Regions from separate parts of the Bos taurus genome. Here region 2 is linked to region 1. Evidence: chromatin contacts called from public Hi-C data. All regions are on one chromosome and are shown on one strand. The core of a region is the stretch at or near the end of the contact, and the rest is flanking DNA. Distances in the headings are between cores, read along the strand shown. Region 1 overlaps STK38L (serine/threonine kinase 38 like). Region 2 has its middle 26 kb from the start of MED21.

Region 1 (5,211 bases), core at 1,228-3,727:
TTCAGTCACTGTGATTTATTTAGGGGTGAAAGGTAGGCTCCTTTAAAGAAAGTAGTGCTGTAATTTGCTGTTGCTCATTATTTTAGAAATTCTATTAAAATTAAGCTACTTTATTACACATTTTAACACATTACACTACTTACGTATGAAGCTACTTTCTTAAGATACATATTTTCAATAGCAGCGACTTTAAAAAAGAAGCACACCTCTCCGAACGCTCCTCTTCCTATAACTTTCAGAGACTCAAAGTCATCCAGGCCAAGTCTGGTCCGCTTGAGCCGTAAGAACTCTGTCTCCTTGCGAGCATGCTGTGATCGGCGTAACTTTTTCTATTAAAAAAGAACATTTTAGGAAGATGATTTTTAAAATCAGATTGTTTCAAAGGAAGCCTATAGTGTTAAAAGATGTGATATATTAAAATGAAGGTAACATATCTTAAATATTATATACTGGTGCTACAATTTATTTACCAAAGTTGAACATTCATTGAGCATGTAAAAAACAAAATAACTTTTAAAATCATTTAAAAATTTTTAACAATTGGTGAATCTTTATTCTTGAGACAGACTCTGTTAAATATTTCATCTTAACAAGTCCACATATTCTTTTATCTATATACTAACTTAATTCAAAAATAAAAATTAAGCTTTAGGAAATGCTAATAGCATTCTTTATTTTTCTTTTGGCTACATCATGCAGCATGTGGGATCTTAATTCCACAAACCAGGAATCAAACCTGTGCCCCCTGCATTGGAAAGCAGATTCTTAACTGCTGGACCACTGGGGAAGTCCCATAATTTCTGATATTCATTTTTTACTGTTAACAAATCTACTATGGAATTGTGTCAACTCCCTAATTTTCAAGGCTGCTCCCTCACAGCAGCTGAGACTTCCGACACTGAAATAACAGAGCAGCAGTATTTCCATACAGGCTTATTTATGGTAGGATTTATTCTTGGGCAGATTTTTTAAATAAAGTGCTTGAGACTTGGCATATAACTTCTTAAAAATATGAAATTGCAACAACAAAAAAATAATTATACAATGAATCCTTTAAAATATCCAAGTCAAGAATTTCACAATTCATTATACAAAGATTACAAGAAATACTATTAAAGAAAAATTGTGAACTACCTGAAGCTTACACTTGGAATGGGCATTTATTTAATTGTTCTAAACCTTGCTTTTCCTTCCCCTCATGAAACAAAATTCTGCTTTTTGACATAGAATTATGTCAAATTAGCTCAACCTGGTAGAGGTCACATAAGACTCTTGAGAGTCCCTTGGACAGCAAGGAGATCAAACTAGTCAATCCTAAAGGAAATCAACCCTGAATGTTCATTGGAAGGACGGATGCTGAAGCTGAAGCTCCAATACTCTGGCCACCTGATGTGAAGAGCTGACTCACTGGAAAAGACCCTGATGCTGGTGAAGACTGAGGGCAGGAGAAGAAGCAGGCAGCAGTGGATGAGATGGTTGGATGGCATCACCGACTGGGACATGAACCTGAGCCAACTCCAGGAGATAGTGAAGGACAGGGAAGGTCTGGCGTGCTGCAGTCCATGGGGTTGCAAAGAGTTGGACACAACTTAGCAACGGAACAATAACATAGTGGAGGTCACACAGAATGGGTAACAAACAAAATCAGTGAAAAGATCAAGCCCCAGTTCATCTTCAACTGGACCCTATCAAGCATGCAGAGGTTCAGGTCTGAAAGAAACAAGTCGAAATGACTGAAATGGTTCAGAAGCACTGTTCCTAAATGTAGTTCAAGATATAACCACTGAATAGCCCCTTCCTACCCCTGTGTGCAACTGTTTCCAAATTGGTAAAGTGAATTATTAATTAGAAATATGCAAGTATGCATCATCAACACAATGGAATTCTGATACTTCTAACAAAGTCTACAAAAATAAAATCATGAAATTATGTCTTCAATCTAAACACCTTTAAACAGCTAAATGAAGTCACACCAGTGGTGAAAATAGTGAAGAACTTCTTTGTTTAAAAATGCCTTTTGCATCAATAATGTTGAAAAATGAATTATTAGTAAAACAAAAGGATAGTTCAGAAGTAGCTTGTTATAAACTCTGACTCTAACTTAAAAAGGCCACACGGTGGCATTATAACACCAGTTTTCAAAGAAGCAAAGACCCTTTTAAAAATTACACAAATGGTTAATACAAGAATTCTGAAAGGCAGGCTGAATTTCTGGCTTTATGGATTTAACAATGTACAGTTGGATGCAGACTCCAACTTGTCTAATCTGAATGGAAAAGACCTCATCACAGTTTCATAAATTATGCTCAAAGTCGACAGACAAGAGAGGCAGTCAAAGAAAGTAATGCTTATTACTATTTGACAGGTTGTGTAGTGTAGTAAGTAAACAATATTTATGTAGTCAGGAGACAGCTATTAAATGGTGAAAGGGAGATCACAGTGTATGGAATATACAAACCTATGAAGAAGGGAAATCACCTATGACACTGTCATAGTACTTTAAAAACAAAAAAACCTATCCATAGTATCAAAGTCCACACTGTAGTCCAAAGAGAGTTGAAACAAGTTCACATTTCTTAAAAAACTGATGAAAAAAGCATGTTGATATATCTGCTCACAACTTGTGTAAATCAAGTCATCTTGGAAAGCAAATAAAGTTATAATCATATTTTTGGTAATCATATTCTTTCCTCTTGAAGATGACAACAGAAATCTACGGGCAGGCTTAACATTTCAAGGCTCTCTTGCAGCTTAAACTTGTGCAGTTTGGTTTTCCCTTACAGTAAATAATATTCTATGTTAGGCAGGATTTAAAAGGAGATAGAACTAGAAATACACCATTTTCTTTTTTTTTCTCCATTCCTCTTCAAATGAGTGTTCCTCAAATGCTCATTTTGCAGGGTGCTCAATTTTTGTAGAAGACAGTGTACACAGAAGTTTTAAGATATGGAATACATCAGGTAACAACTTCATCTCTTATAAATGTTTCTCATGGCTACATTTCACAAGTTAGTTTCTATTACAGAATGCATTAAGGATAAATTTATTTTTATAAAACAATTTTACTTTGAAAAGATCCACCCCACATAAAGACAGTTCCAGCACACTGTACATTCTTTCAGAGACCATGTCTATTTGTGACAGTCTAGGGCTTAGCATGGGGCCCAACAAGAAGCATTTGTGAATTCTAATATCTTTACTGAAATTTTTGGATGTTTTTATACATGGTTATTTTAGGCCACTGAGAACTTTTAGAGCCTCACATTTTCTGTGAGTTACAGAGAATTAAAGAGAACAATTCTAGATGTACTTAGTACCTCCTGGTGTGGATGAGAGGCTATACTCAACTCTTACATGCATGTGATTTGGCCCCTAAGTTGTTTTTAAATCATTCTAACTTGCCAATATTTTGAAAAGGCAAATGATGTCATACAAGTCCAGATTTCCAGCTTCTCTTGAAAAGCAGAACTTGGCTTCACTGGGCCAACAGGATAGCCCTGAAACCAGGCCACCTCCATCCACCCCAGTGCCAGTCATGGGAAACCGGTATAATCATGCTGGTGGTCTTGTTTTCTTTCAGCAAAGTGAAAAGTGGTATTCTTTATTAAAAGATAAACTGTGAGGAGAAAATCTTTAGAACAAGACAAAAAAATCTATTTCCTCGTGGAAATGAAAAAAAAAAATTAAGTATGTAAAATATTTTAGATCAAAAGATGAAATGTCCCTAGGAAACCAATGTGGCCAGCCTCTCTTGTTTATGACACTTGCTTGGCCTTTGGACATCTGCTTTCATATAGTTCATTTTTAAAGTGCAATATGCTGCACATATTCATTACTTTGAATGTACCTCTTAACAATCATGTAAATTCTACCTATTTCCTTAGGATTCAAATCAACTGTTAATTCTTCCGTGAAACCTTTTCTGATCCCCTGAACTAGGAAAAAATCCCTCCATATTTTCAAAGTTTGCCACATTCTATCATGTATACCTATTTGTACACGTACACACATATAATCTCTCCTTCTAATCTATGAACTCTTTAGGGAGAGATCCACTGTCCATTTGTTCATTTACCAAATATTTATCCCAGCCCTCTGCCAGCCCGGATCACGTAATGCTGAATAGATGTCATGGAGTTTCTACTCTGGGAAGATGGTTTTAAGGCTGTCCCAGGGACAAGAACAGTGTACTGTCCCAGTGGACGTGTTGCCTAGAAAGAGACAGAAAGCATCGTGAAGAGTAGTGGAACTCAAGCAGGCAGAAGGCAGAGTTCCAAGCAGCAGAGATGCACAGAAGAAAGTCTACAGGCAGGAGCAAGGAAATGAAAATAATTCTATCCCATTGAGCAGCCTGGCGGTGGGGTGACAAGAGATAAGGTGAGAGAAAGGGAAGCAAAAGCCAAATTATAAAGGGACTTGTATATCCACTCACGTTACGAGTTGGCCTTATCCTGAGAGAACATGGGAGCCAGTGAAGGGTATTAACAAAAGAGTGACTTGGTCAGATCTGGGTTTTGACAGGTAACCCTGGTTGCAGTGCATAGGAAAACTGGGGGTGGGAACATAGCTGAGAACACAAGACAGACTAGCTGGGGGCAGTGAGTCTTCAGGTGAAATACACAGCCATTTACACGACTGGGTTCCAGGCACCAGACTAGTGAACCAGGAGGTTTTAAGAAACATGCAGGAAAATTTAAAAGAAGATTTGGCAATTAACTGATTCTTCTGGGAGCCCTCTTTTCTTATTCCTCACACCTAGAATACTGTAGATACTATTCACGGAATATATGTTCTTAGAATTAAAAAAAAGCTTCCCCCTTTCAAAGATTTCCATCATAGCAACACAGTAAGAAGAACCACGTTCAAATATTAAACCCACACTATCTAAATTATAAGATCATGTGTGCATTCTAAGTCACTTCAGTCATGTCCAACTCTTTGTGACCCCATGGACTGTAACCCATCAGGTTCCTCTATCCGTGGGATTCTCCAGGCAAGAATACTGGAGTGGGTTCCCATTCCCTTCTCCAGGGGATCTTCCTGATCCAGGTATCGAGCCCGTGTTCTCTTATGTCTCCTGCATTGGCAGGAGGAATCTTTACCACTAGCGCTAATACTTGAAAAAGCCACTGGGGTAGCTTTTGTACAGTTATTATAGTTTCCCCCTTTTTATTGAGAGGTAATTGACATATAATATTGTGTAAGTTTAAG
Region 2 (5,211 bases), core at 730-3,229, 170 kb after region 1:
GAATCTGATGCCAAAGTAATCGATGGTAGTTTTGTGCATCTAAATATTGAGTTGAATCTAAGAATATGCCATGGTGGAAAATGTAGATGGAAAATGTATCAATATAGTCTCCCACGGGGAAGCACTACAAGGCTGTAGGCTCTTCTTACAGGGAGAGGAGCAAATAATTAGGTGTGGTAATAAATTCTCCTGTCTAGCTCAGACGGTAAAGAATCCACCTCCAATAAGTTGGACATGACTGGACGACTAAGCACACATAATAAACTCTCCAAGGGAGATTCTCCTACAGGACCCTGGTACCTTTCAGCAAACAACTGATTGAGAACTACTGATCAATAAAGGCAAAATGGAGAGTAATGGGTTTGTGATCTCAAAGATCTCTGAAGCCTGCATCTCTTGCCTCCTGCTTATAACTTGAGTGATTGAGCATCAGAATCCTCACCTATGAATATATTATCATTCTGGCCTTGTGACTAAAGATAAAAAAGTTGAAACAAGCAAAAAAAAAAAAAAAAGTGGAATTATTTGTCCATGTGATTGGAAGGGGCTGGGATGCAGTCATAATCTAATTAACTTGAGTTTCCAGGACTCACTTTGTCTCCCCATCTCCAATTTTTTTTCTCTTCTTGCTAACCTACTTCAGGGAGGATTTTTTTTCACATGACAGAGCTATTGGCAGTTCTTGATCACAGTCTTAAAATGAGCATATAAAAGTCTTTTTACATTTATGATTTCATTTTACTATGTGGCTGAGTTCTCTCATTACCGCACTGGTCTTAACTAGGTTGTCTATATTTAGGCAGATTGTTCTGCTGTTTGCAAACTAAAGGCAATCCTTCTTGCTAGAGAACCTGGAGCAAACGTAGAAATGACTAAGCTGATTATCATAAAGTACTATGAATGGTCAGGACCATGGAGATCATCTAGTCCACTCATTCTGTGTTCATTTAACCTTTGTCTAACCTGTCCTCGTATAACTTTGATCTAACTTTCCCTGGTGGCTCAGATGGAAAGGAATCTGCCTGTAATGCAGGAGATCCAGGTTTGAGCCCTGGGTCTGAAAGATCCCCTGGAGAAGGGAATGGCAACCCACTCCAGTATTCCTGCCTGGAAAATCCCATGGACAGAGGAGCCTGGAGGGCTACAGTCCATGGGATAGCAAAGAGTTGGACACAATTAAGCGACTAACATTAACCGTCTAGCATCCTTCCCAAGATGCTGGCTTACCCGTCTCTTGTTCTTGTTCAGATAATGCCTTAAAAATCTTTCCATTTTTATTAAGAATTTTCACAAACTTACTCTTATTCTGGACTTTAGTCTTTGCAGCCATCCTACTGTCTTTTTACATTTCTCCTACTTTTTCTTCTTTGGAATTTTTCACATTTATGCAATGAGATAATGTTTTAGAGTGTTCTCCTTTTTTTCCCTATTACATATGGTATTTCTTTGAATTTTTGTAAATCTGCTTTGTCAAACCTATCAATTCTGTTGGGATGTAATTGTTGTTGTTTAGTCACTAAGTCATGTCTGACTCTTTTTCAACCCCATGGACTATAGCCCACCAGGCTCCTCTGACCATGGAATTTCCATGGCAATCATACTGGAGTGGGCTGCCATTTCCTTCTTCAGGGGATCTTCCTGACCCAAGGATCAAACCTGCATCTCCTGCATTGGGAGGCAGATTTTATTTCATAGTAATTTCCCTGATATAATCAGTCTTTTCTTTCTTATCGGTGGGAAAAAAATTAGAATGTTGAGTTTCCCTTTGATTTTCTCTACTTTCTAAGAATGTTTCAGTTAGAGTTCTCGCAACAAAGAAAATAAATCTAATTTGCTTAAGGAGAAAAATAATTTGGGGAGGGGTTGAAAGTTACACAATAGGCAAGAAGACCAAATAAACAGACTCAGGCAGGAACATACATGGACAAAGTGCAGCTAAGACCCTGCCAAAAGAGCCATCTGTGTAGGGTGCCCTATTGGCACTGGTCCTGCTGGAGAGTCACAGCTGTGCTGCTGGCATCTGCTCCCTCTGGACACTTAGCCTAATGCCTCTGAACTCACGGTGTCTCTGTAGATACAGTAAAATTTGTTCAGTCATGTCCGACTATTTACAACCCCATGGACTGTAGCCCACCAGGCTTCTCTGTCCTGAATTATCAGAATTAGCTATTAACTTGGACAGCCAGGAGATCAAACCAGTCAATTCTAAACGAAATCAGTCCTGAATATTCACGGGAAGAACTGATGCTGAAGTTGAAGCTCCAGTACTTTGGCCACCTGGTACAAAGAGCTGACTCACTGGAAAAAACCCTGATGCTGGGAACCATTGAGGCCAAGAGGAGAAGGGGCCCATACAGGATGAGATGGTTGTATGGGATCATCAACACAATGGGCATGACTCTGAGCAAACTCCAGGAGATAGTGAAGGACAGGGAAGCCTGGTGTGTTGCAGTCCATGGGTCTGCAAAGAGTGAGACACAACTGAGCAACTTCAACAACTATTAACTAACCAGAAAGACTGTCCTTCCCTCCAGTTTCCATATCAATCAGAGCTCTTCATTTTTTATTTCTCCCCTTGTGATTCTCTCAAAGAAGATGTTCATGTATTGGGCTACCAAAACAATAAGCGACCATTATAAAAATATCCAAGAAATGCAAGGATTTGTCAGTGTCATTTCTTTAACATAATTAGTTTTCAGGGTGTTGGTATGTTTGAATTCCTACATTACCACTCTAATCTGTCCTCTGTAGTTTTCAGAATTCATGAGGAAAACATCTTTTATATAATTTATTATCCTATGGCCTCATTATAATCTAACGAAAATAGCATTTTTGTTTGGCCCTGTTTTTATCCTAGTCTGAGGTCTTATGAAAGGTTAAAACTGTGTTTGGTGGGGAGAAAATTACCAAATAAAATTGAGAAGCACTACAAACTCAAAGTGTAGAAGCACTACAAACTCCCTTTTGAAAATTTTCAAACACAATAGCGTATTAAAGGTTTAGAGAAATCGTGAAGTAAAACAAATTTTTAAGGTTAATTAAAATCAATGGATTTTAATTTAAAATTAATTAAAATTAAATGAATTTAATTTTAACTCAATTTTTACCTTTCTTATTCGAGTATTGTTATAGTTACTTGACTGTTGGTCTTCAACTTCATACTATTCTCCTTCCTGCCTCTCAGGGGTTGGAAGCCTGAAAACCACATCTCCCAGACTCTCCCATCTGCTGGGTCTGATTAGGTTCTGGCACAGAAAGTCCTGGCAAGAGGTTAGAAAGCAGGAGGAGCCAAGGAACCCTAATTTCCTCCTCTGCTCTGGCTCCGGCAGCCAGCCAACTGGCCATGGCAGGTCATCACGGGCCACACAGGTTGCTGTAATGGTGGCATGGTCATAGCAACAGCGCCAGAGGACAAGTAGCAGCTCCAGCAGCAAGCCTATCAGCAAAAGCCAGAAAGCTGGTTTCCAGAATCCTGAACCATCACTTGGACTGCTGGCTTCACGTGAAGTAGCAGCTGTGGTGGTTCCAGCAGCAGTGCGGCAGTGATGCTCTCAAAGTCTCAATAGCACAGCACTCACAGGATTCAGGCAGCATCCTTTTCCCTTTCGCTCCTCCTGCCATGCAGGTTGACAGCTTCCTGGACTTACTGATATCTGGGGAGCGTCCTTTCACCTCTTTGAACCTTCAGCCCTTCTAACACTTTTGCAATCTCTATATTAAAGGCTAAAGGCTGAGTTGTTTCCACTGTTCTGGTTAGACACGGAAAGATACAAACAGTATTTCCCTCCCAGCAAACATAAGAACTTTCATAACTACAGTATTCTGCCTGACGTTCCAATACTTTGGCCATCTGATGCCAAGAGCCAACTCATTGGAAAAGACCTTGATGCTGGGAAAGATTGAAGGCAGGAGGAGAAAGGGATGACAAAGAATGAGATGGTTGGATGGTATCACCAATTCAATGGACATGAGTTTGAGCAAGCTCCAGGAGACGGTAAAGAACAGGGAAGCCTGGTGTGCTGCAGTCCGTGGTGGTGTAAAGAATCGGACGCCACTGAGTGACTGAACAACGAACAACATTCTGCTTGACATGGTTTAGGAAAGGCAAACATCCCAAATCATCTCTACCTTTCTTCTGTTCTCTAGTTGTTGATTTTTCTATACATAGGTACTTTGACTATTTACAATGAGTGAGAAAAAATGGGAAGAAATTAAAAGTGGAGTTACAGTAAGATCTTCTATTTTCTTTAGTGTGAATCATCATGTGTGCTTAAAGATCAGATTTATAAATAGGGATACCAAATTCCAAATCCTTGGTGAAGTTTACTAAGAGAAACTAACATTTCACAGATGAGCCAAATGCTCCTAAGTGTAAAAGTTTTGGTTCTCAAATATCTTAAGGAAAACCATACACATTTCAGCACTGTAATAAGAGTCAACAAGCTGGAACCAGTTTTGCCCTTTAAGGCACTTCAAAGGAAAGGTGTACCTCAGCCACTCCTATTCTTTTTTTCTAGAAGGTAAATAAAAGTGACTAAAGCAACTGGTAATCCCAAGCCTGTATTTTTCCTATGTGGACAAAAAAGACCTCATAAGGATTTTGAGTTTCATTATTCATAATGAGCCCCTCCTTTTATTCTTATAACATGCCAAGCTTGTTCCCAGTGCCTGAGCCCTGGCTCAGTTGGTTTTTTTTAATGATCAAAGTCCCAGCTAAAATTGCCACCCCCACAGATAGGTCTTCCCAGACAACTGCACCTGACTTCCCCACCACACCCCAGCATCTCTCCTATCAGCCTGTATCCATCACCCTGTTTTATTGTCTTCTTAGCTCCTACTTACACTATCTGAAATGACCATTCTGATGTATTTGCTTGTTTGTTAATTGCTCATCTCCTCACTCCAGAATGTGATCTCTTTAAAAGTAAAGACCTGGTCTGGCTCACTCATCGCCGTATCCCAGAGCAGTCCCTGCACACACTGGGGATGCTACAAATATTTGCATCATGAATGAAAAACTAGCTGACCTCTTCTATTATAGTCAGCTGTATTATAGGCCACTCTGCTGGACTCTCTACCATGCTAAGACAGTCCCTGCTCTCCAGAATTTTGAGAAACTACCACATCCAGTGTGACCCAATTATCCTAAATATAAAGTTTGGGTCCATAAACAGCTACTGATAGAGATGGATCTTAGTACCATGTGAAAGT

What was found. Hi-C and Micro-C count contacts between places; a contact is called where the count stands out from the background.
Region 2: a contact with region 1 is called in a Hi-C map of liver, with 3 times the contacts expected there. The contact joins two enhancer-like sites. A contact is called at or near these places in 2 of 11 Hi-C or Micro-C datasets (liver and skeletal muscle).

Annotation. Positions count from the first base shown.
Region 1 is chr5:82,582,279-82,587,489 of ARS-UCD2.0, forward strand. STK38L (serine/threonine kinase 38 like) reads right to left here. Exons shown (of 15, transcript NM_001101092.2): 5 at 207-329. Among named protein-coding and RNA genes, the nearest start is that of ARNTL2, 27 kb to the left of the region's middle. Within about 2 kb of position 2,478, at least 2 of the 102 cell types and tissues checked have an H3K27ac peak or open chromatin away from gene starts, as enhancers often do. A contact at or near this core is called in liver, where this site is marked.
Region 2 is chr5:82,753,687-82,758,897 of ARS-UCD2.0, forward strand. No RefSeq gene overlaps it. Among named protein-coding and RNA genes, the nearest start is that of MED21, 26 kb to the right of the region's middle. Within about 2 kb of position 1,980, at least 7 of the 102 cell types and tissues checked have an H3K27ac peak or open chromatin away from gene starts, as enhancers often do. A contact at or near this core is called in liver, where this site is marked.